3 separate regions of the Anser cygnoides genome follow, and regions 1 and 2 are each linked to region 3. Evidence: chromatin contacts called from public Hi-C data. All regions are on one chromosome and are shown on one strand. Each heading gives the region's core, a stretch centred on a gene start, on an enhancer-like site or on the middle of the called end of the contact. The rest is flanking DNA. Distances are from core to core; before and after follow the strand shown.

What was found. A called contact is a pair of places that touch in the nucleus more often than the background predicts.
Region 1: a contact with region 3 is called in a Hi-C map of liver, with 2.1 times the contacts expected there. The contact joins the enhancer-like site here to the promoter of SLC41A3 in region 3. A contact is called at or near these places in 2 of 7 Hi-C or Micro-C datasets (both in liver).
Region 2: a contact with region 3 is called in a Hi-C map of liver, with 3 times the contacts expected there. The contact joins the enhancer-like site here to the promoter of SLC41A3 in region 3. A contact is called at or near these places in 2 of 7 Hi-C or Micro-C datasets (both in liver).

Annotation. Positions count from the first base shown.
Region 1 is chr10:12,987,758-12,990,457 of Taihu_goose_T2T_genome, forward strand. All of the region lies in intron 6 of LOC136791594 (a long non-coding RNA gene), which reads left to right. Among named protein-coding and RNA genes, the nearest start is that of SLC41A3, 58 kb to the right of the region's middle. Within about 2 kb of position 1,259, at least 1 of the 3 cell types and tissues checked has open chromatin away from gene starts, as enhancers often do. A contact at or near this core is called in liver, where this site is marked.
Region 2 is chr10:13,007,614-13,010,313 of Taihu_goose_T2T_genome, forward strand. All of the region lies in intron 6 of LOC136791594 (a long non-coding RNA gene), which reads left to right. Among named protein-coding and RNA genes, the nearest start is that of SLC41A3, 39 kb to the right of the region's middle. Within about 2 kb of position 1,253, at least 1 of the 3 cell types and tissues checked has open chromatin away from gene starts, as enhancers often do. A contact at or near this core is called in liver, where this site is marked.
Region 3 is chr10:13,046,240-13,048,939 of Taihu_goose_T2T_genome, forward strand. It overlaps SLC41A3 (solute carrier family 41 member 3), which reads left to right and starts at 1,251. Exons shown (of 11, transcript XM_067003004.1): 1 at 1,251-1,375.

The DNA.
Region 1 (2,700 bases), core at 9-2,508, 58 kb before region 3:
TTTGCACCTATTCCTGCATGTCAGGGCATACCCCAGTTGCCCCCAGCCCCCTTAAAGTCCTGTAGTTCCTACCAAGTGGAGTCTCTGGGTGTCTCAGTTTGATTCAGTATTCAGTGGCACGTGATTTATGAGCTGTGCTCTCTGATTTATGATCTGTATGGCTGGCAAAGAAAGCAGGATCAGGCACTTGGCTGTTGTACAAACAGAGATGACACATAATATCCAAAGTAGAAGAACACAGAAAAGATAAAATTACACAGATTGTTGAAATACTGTCCTCAGCTGTGTTGCTCATGTTGGATGAGTAAAGCAAGAATAAGGGTTGTTGGGTTTTGTGAGAGTTGTTTTAAATCAGTTTTTTTTTCCTGTTTGTGCTTTGTTCAGTCCAGCCAGCAATGCTGGACTGTGTAGTGTAATTTGCAATTCTGGATTTGGGTATTAACATAGAACTGTCCTTTGGGTTTCTACCAACCGATGGAATTGCTTTATATTTTCCTTTCCCAAGCTCCAAATAAAACTTGCTTTTCTGACACACCAAAAAGCTTGTGCTTCTGACTTACTGGATGTTTTATTAGTTTCTTAACATTTTCCTGAATGTGTATTTGAAGAATTGCCTTTTTCATTCAGTACTTGTTAAACCTCAGCAGCGGAGATTCAGCCATGGGCTACGTGAGAGGAGCTACACCGGGGAGGAAAACTACAGAGTCAGGGTGTGTGCAGCCCTGTCCTGTGACAGCAGTACAAATTCAAAGTGATTTCACTGAAGCTTGTGTTGTAATTGAGAGTAGAACTCAACCTCTTTAATTTCAAAGTGAATAGCAAGCGGTTATAATCAATATCCTCCTGGACAGAGTTCAATCACATTTGATCAGCTGCTGAGCAGTGTGGCAATCACTGTTCTTTGTTTAATCTTTTCATTGAATAACAAGTTCCTCTTCGGTATTTCAAAATTTGAGATTTCTGCTGAAGCAAACCACTTCTTTTTCCACTGCAATTAAACTCTGCTTTTAACGTGAAGTGCTTTCCTTTAAATGCCAGTGCGCGCATCTGTGCGTGACAGAATTAACTTGGTCTGTTTTCTGAGATAACAGGATGAGGGATGCAGAGAGCTGATAGTGACCCAGCTCTAGTGCGTTAACACCAGACCGAACTGTGACCACCAGGAGCTCTAAACCAACAGACTTTCTTCTGTGGAAGATGGACTTGCATGTTTTAGCCTGGCAGAAGGAGAGTCAGCTTTTGAGCATCTTGTAATGGTGAAGGTAGGGAGATACAAGCGCACAACACCAGTATAAAAAGACTTTCACAATAGTAGGTTGAGGAATTCATGAGTTAAAGAAGCCTGTGGGACTACCACTAGCTTAACTTTATGCTGGGGAATGCGATCCCCATCACCAGTGTGATTCCTTAGAGAAGATGAGGAATCATGTGTGTTTAATAGGGCAGAAGGCAAAGTGAAGGCCAGACTCTGGCAAGGTTCAGAAGTCACAGGAGCTGGTGGCTGCCACCTTGCAGAGAGGTGTGGCTGATGGTAATGTATTGTCTCCAAGAAAGGCTGAAATTCCCAGCTCTCAGATGCTGCCTGCCAGCATGCCTGTGTTGTCTATCAGCATCCCCACCCTCTAATTTTGGAAGGAAGACTGAAGTTTTTTGTGGCGCCCACGAAAGGTCACTGACCTGAGGTTTTGGTCTCTGCTGTGTCATCAGCTGGCATTTTGGCTGGTAACATTCGTTCTCGGCTGGTGTAGTGTAAGTGGATCAAATACTTTAAGACATCAGCGTAAAATTTTCCATTTGACTGCCTTTTCAGGAGATGAGTAGATATTGAACTAGATGAAATGAAGAGTGGGAAAATCTCCACTTCTCTTAAGACTGCTTGTTTTCCTTGCTGACAAAACACTGACTCCCCTCTACCCTGCTCACTATTTCGCATTTGGTAGATGAGACCTGAACTTTCCCCCCAGGGGAAAAAAAAAGGGGGGAAAAAAACATGAAAACAAGCGGCAAAAAACAAACGATAGAAAAAACCACAAACCCACACAGGAGAGAGAGGGAAAAAAACACCAAAACCAAAATCTTGGAGCAACTGTTTTAAACCATGTGATTTCTGGACTATGAAAGAATTAGTTCTTCAGGACCTAGCACTTCTGTCCCACAGACTTCCCCCCCTCCCCGGCTGTATTGACAGCAGCATATAATGTAGCTAAGGTCTGTGGCGACAATATTTTAGTCTTGTGCAATTATCTTGCCAGAGGCAAAGGATATTCTGGGAAATCAGCCAGGAGAAACTTACAATAAGCAGTGCAAGTGGTATAAAAGTAAGAATAGGGTGGGATGCTTGGATGTGGAAACAGTTGGCCTGGGATTATGTTCAAATGCGTGGCAGCCTTGGAAAAGGAAGCTTGAGTTGAAGGTATTTATAAATGCCAGGTCTTGTGCAGACCCATCCTATTAATATTAAGAAGCTTGAGGGGAGGTAAAAGATAAACATGTTACTCCTGGGCCATGAAGACAGTTGGATCAACACTTGGGTACATACATCATCAATTTCCAAGTAAAAAGGATCTGGCTTTCTTCGATACTGTTCACATGACAGAGTAGCAAGCCAAGGCACTATAAAGCAAATGAGCAGGGAACACACGTACCAAAGCAGCCAGGATGTTCAATTTACTTATTAGTGTTCCTTTATTTCTGCTTTCT
Region 2 (2,700 bases), core at 3-2,502, 39 kb before region 3:
ACTATGGGAGCACTGCAGTGCCCCAGGCCACCGTGACCAGCATCCGCTGGGAGACAGTGCCTTGCTTGTCCTGTTGGCCAAGTGGGGCCATTTGGGGTAGGGTTGCCTTCAGAGGTGAACTGGAGCCCTAAGACTCAGGTGTGCTGATCTCTGGTCTTCTGGGTGGAGAGGCTCCTTCAGTGGACAGTGCCAAGTATATAAATTGCTGTCTTCTGACTTTCCTTTCAGAGGGGTGAATGGATAGCTGTTGCCCTTAGCTGCCTTGGTGAGTCCCTTCCCTCCGTCAGGGTCAGTTAAATAAAGCGTGCTACGCTGTAGTTGGAACCCAGGACAGGGGGGTATGGTTGTTTCTGGCATGCACTATGTGTAGGATGTCTATAGCTGCCTGTGTCCATGCTCTGTAAGGAGATACCTGTAACACTAACCTCTGCTTGCAGCAACAGCCGACTCTGAGGCTTTTTGGGGAAGGATTTTGTCTGCCTGATGTTAGCCAGGGAATAGAGAGGTGGCTGGTAGCACCACGCGAGACATCTTTGGTGTGGAGTTGGGTGCACACCCCATCCCTCTGATGTACCCCCCAGTTCCCCTTACCTCTGTGCTTGAATATGGATTTGCATCCCCAAAGTATTTCTCCAGCTCTGAGAGGCTTACTGGGTGATCGTTGCTGGTGACTGTGAGCTGACTGGGGAGAGCTGTGCCTCCTGAGCCCTTTCCATTTGGTTTCTGTTGGGGTAAATCCTGAGGGCCTTTCTTCCAGTTTCAGTCAGACCTGTAATTGAATTTCTCTTTCCAAGACGTTCTAATATCAATGTCACTGGAGGGTGTTCATTAGCTGAACACAAGATACTTACTGGGGCTGGTCCAGGGATGGCTGGGAGGTTTTATATGGGGGCTTAGAGAAGATAGTTGGGTTTTTAAAACTTGGGTTCGGTGGGAATATCACCTGTCAGCATCTGGCACGATAAATTGCTGGGTCAGTTTGTTGACAAATGTTAATGAAAACTAGGAGTGGGACCAGAAATGCCCCTGATCTACACCACTCAAAGCTGTATTTTTGTTTTCTTTTAGCATCAAGGGATACACAGGCACAGCTAAAAAGCCATTCTGGAAAAAAATTTTGAAGTTTAAACACTTTGTTCCTACTCGTGGGAGCTGAAAATTCAAGCTCACTGTAAACAACCTTGGAAAACATTTTACATTTCCGGAGTTTTGAGTCCAAACGTTTCCATGAAGCAGTGACACAGTTCGAGGGTAACAACACACTTTGTTTCTTTTCTTTAACATAATTTTTTTCTGAGAGTTGTACAAGTGTGTGTTTTTTTTTTTTTTAATACTACTCTTGCTTTCTGGGACAAACATCTCCCTTCTCAGAGTAGATTTTGGTCAGAGGTGGGGAAAGGGAAATGTGTACTTCCTTAAATAAATATCTATATGTGTTTTTAGTATTTTGGGTATTTTATTTTTCAAGCAGAAAGTTGACTTTTTTTTTTTTTTTTTTTAACAACCATTGGTTAGTACTATGGAAAATGCACAGAGCTGTTTTGGCTGGATGGAGCAAAGCAGCGGGTTAAATTTTAGCACATTTAGCAGCACAGAGATCTCTCTTCTGTGAAAGACAGGATTGTATTATGTAACAGCCCGGCTGCCAAATACTTCTGCTGGCAGCAGTCAGCCTTCTATGCACCATTGACATCAAAACCTAATGAGGTTTGATCCAGAGGAGGGATTTGAAAGGACGTCTTGTTTTTCTTCAATCTTCACAAACTGAACTTGTTTAAAAAGGGGGAGAAAAAAAAAGATACAGAGTCTTATTTGATAAATGAGGAAAAACAGTGGTTTTTTCTCTGAAGTTTTCGCTGTTTATTGGTTTAACAGCTATTGCTCAGAACAAGTCATTTCTATTTACGGTGTTTATCATATCAGCTAACCTTGTGTGTTGGATCGAGGGGGCTGGAGGTCAGGTCTCCATGTTTTCCCTCCACGGGGGCTTTCTGACAGCTTACCTTAGTATCTCCTGTGCCTAATATTTATACAGCGTCACATTCAGTAAACACAGGACCAAGCAAGCGCCCCACTTTGTATACCATGCACAGTAAGTAAAATGCTTCAGAGAGTAAGTGGCGACAAGAAACACAGGGCTGTAACAAGGTGGTGTACAGGGACACCCAGCTCCATGAAGGCTGCTACAGTGCTAGAAGCAACATAACACGATACTGTGCTATATTATTGTATAATAAAGCAGATCTTGCTAATGCACCAAAAACTGTAAGGAATATTCTGCTGGATAATAGCAAAGATTTATCTAGCCTGGCGTCCTGTTTGACAGCAACTGGCAAGGAAGGCTGAAAGAAAGAGATCAGGGAGCAGGGCATGTGTTGAGTGGTCTGTCCCCTGGAGCAATGCTGACCTGCAGGTTAGCCATCTCCTGAGATGGAGATTTCATAGATTGTGACTCTCTGAGCATGTTTAATCCCATTTAAGCTCTTATCATGTGGTCATAAGCCTTCAGTTTGTTGCGTGGAAAACCTTTTCCTCTGGCTTGTTTCAAACCCATGTGGAAAACCTTTTCCTCTGGTTTGTTTCAAATATGCTCTCTGCTTACTTGGACCTAGGTTACTTTCTCCACATCATCTTATATAGTGACAGAGGAACATGCCAGCTCGTGTGAATGCGGCGCAGCGCTGGATCAGACGTCTCCCT
Region 3 (2,700 bases), core at 1-2,500:
GTGTGCCATGGAGCAGTCACCAGCAGCTTTAATGCAGTGGTGACAAGGGACATTGCACAGCCTGGCCGTCACACTAAGTCTGTCGCTGGGGCTAACTGCATTGAAGTCATAAATCAAGCTTTATGGTTGAGAAATGTCTTCAGTAGTCCCTAGTCATCAAAGAAATGCCATTTTATAACAGGAAACTGGGTAAAAAACAAATGTCGTGTCTGGACAAAAGAGTGGAAAGAGCTGTAAAATTCCCCTCTGCTTGGCTGAAGGAATAGTTGTTGGAAATAAAGTCCAGGAGCAAAGCAACATGGAAGACAGGAAGGAAACTTATCTTCTTATTGCAGAAAAGTCTTTGTAAGCACTATGGAGAAATCAGAACAAGTGCAATGAGTCCCCTAACGCCTTTGACACTGCTGATATCACTTGTACCTCTGTGAGAGCAGAGAGAAGTAGCACACGTGAATTGCAGCTGAGTGAAGAAGAAAATCATTTTAGCGTGAAGCTGCTCAGCTTCATGCCACCGAGCACTTCCCAGGCTGCAGTGAGCAGCTGAACTGTTCCTATCTGGGAGCTCAGGGGCTCCTAGGTCACAGGAGCTCTGTTTGCAGTCAAGGTCCAGCAGCCGTTCCCTTGCGTCAAAGCCAGGGTGTATCTAAACACTGCCGCTGCGCTTCCAAGAAATGCAGTTCTGTGCTGCTGCTGAAAGACAGCCTTCTCAAATACGTACCCAGTGGTGATGCACTGGAGATTTGAGGTTGGTACACGAGGACACGGTGCATGTGCCAAACAGTTACATCCCTTTTTGTATATAGGATGAGGTGTGGCAGGGTGCTGGGAGTCCCTGTGCTAGCTGGTGGTTGGATCCAGGTGGGAGATCCCGCAGCTGGAGCCGTTACCAAAATGCCCTTGTCAATCAGTTTCCCCAGGGGGATTTCTGCTTGCTCTGTAGATATTTTTCTTTGAAGCTCAGGGGTAAAGTGATAGCAGAATACATTTTTAACAGGTCTAAAAACGTCTTGGCAAGGTCGCAGGTTTTTGATAGATGTCCCTTCCCTTCTTATTTCCCATAGGAAAACGCTGTCTTCTGGCCATTCTCAGGGAAGCACTGGTTGCAAAGGGATGACATAAAATTACACCAAGTGAGCTGAAATTTAAGCCTTGCTGTTACAGCAGTGACATTCAACAGTTAATGCGCACCCTCAACACGCAGCAGCTGCAGCGTTTCGTTACTGTCACTTACAAAAACCTTCAGCTCCCTTCAGTGTACCCTGCTTTGAGCCCAGAGCTTGCAGGCCCAAAGGCACCATTTTGTCAGTAGGAGCCCTTTAGCGTAGCGTGACACCTGAGAGACTTCAGCAGGATATAACATTGCTCTGGTACTGAGGTATGATTTAATATCCTTGATTGTTCTGGAAATTTGAGCTGCATGATTCAGGAGCCGTGCATGAGTACGGTTACTTCAGTGCGTAATGGGATTTATGTGCTCAGACGTGATGGATGCTGCAATCACATTTCTAACGTTGGTTCAGTAGGGGAGGGGGATGAAATCAAGTCTCTAGGAGTCTCGCTGTTGATTGCAGTGGAGGCGTTTGCACAAGAAGCTTGAAGTGAGAGATGTTGTAATGCCAAACTGGGGGGGGGGGGGGGGGGGGCAGGAAAAAACTGAAAATAGAGGAAAAGTCTTTCCTCAACTCCCAATTGCAGCCTCAGGTTTCTTTCTCCTGTGTTCAGGCGTTTTCACCCTTGCTGATAAGATCAGCCGGGGGTTCAGGCAGCCTGCAGGCTCGGGGGGCAGCAGCTCCACCTGGGGAGCGCTTCCCTGCGGGGCTCACGTCCCGAGGGGGCTCCGGGAGCCCTCCGACCCCCTTCCCCTCAAGCCCCGTCCCCTTCTGCCTTCCGTGGGCCAGGCAGGGCCGTATGACAGGCACCAACAACACAGCCCGGGGGTTGGAGCAGCGCGGCCCCCCCGCCCGCCTCACGCACGGCGCCGGGGCAGGCCCGGCGGCTGCCACTCAGGGCGCCGCGCCGCCTCCGAGCCGCCGGGGGCCGGACTCGAACCCGCGGCCGCCGCGCAGGGCGGGCTCGGCCCAGCCGTGGCGGGCGCCTCCCGCGGCCCTCTGAGGGCAGAGCCCCGGGCAGGGCGAGGAGCCGGTAAGCGACGGGAAGGAGACGGGGACGCACACACACACACAGGGGTTTCCTCCTCCTGTAGAGCGTGGTTTTAGGGTTGTCCATCCTTCCTTCTTCCCTCCTCCGCCGCCCAGCTGCGGCTGGGGCCTCCCAGCGGTTTCCTTCCGCTGCCCAGATGTTGGGTGAGGAAGGGGATGGGTCGGGGCCGGGGTTTGGGCAGCGGGGTTTGGTCCTGCGAATGGTGAACAGCGGGCAGGCAGCGTTAACCTCGGTGGGTGCTGGCGGGAGGCGATGGGGAACGATCCAGGCAGGCAGGATGAGGAATGGTGATGTGAAGAAGTGAGACCAGAGGAGAGGAGAGGAAAAGGGCGACTGGTAACAATTTTGCATGTTTATTTTTTCTCAGAGGATGCTGCTGGGGTCATGGCAGGTTCTCTGTAGGTAGGTGAGTCACATACTGCGTGCGTGTGTGTCAAAGGAGGTGCCAGAGGAAGTGAAAGTGTTCAGATCGGACGGAAGATTAGAGAATTACCCTCTTATTGGGGAGCGATTGGCAGCTGGCTCTGTTATGCTAGGTGT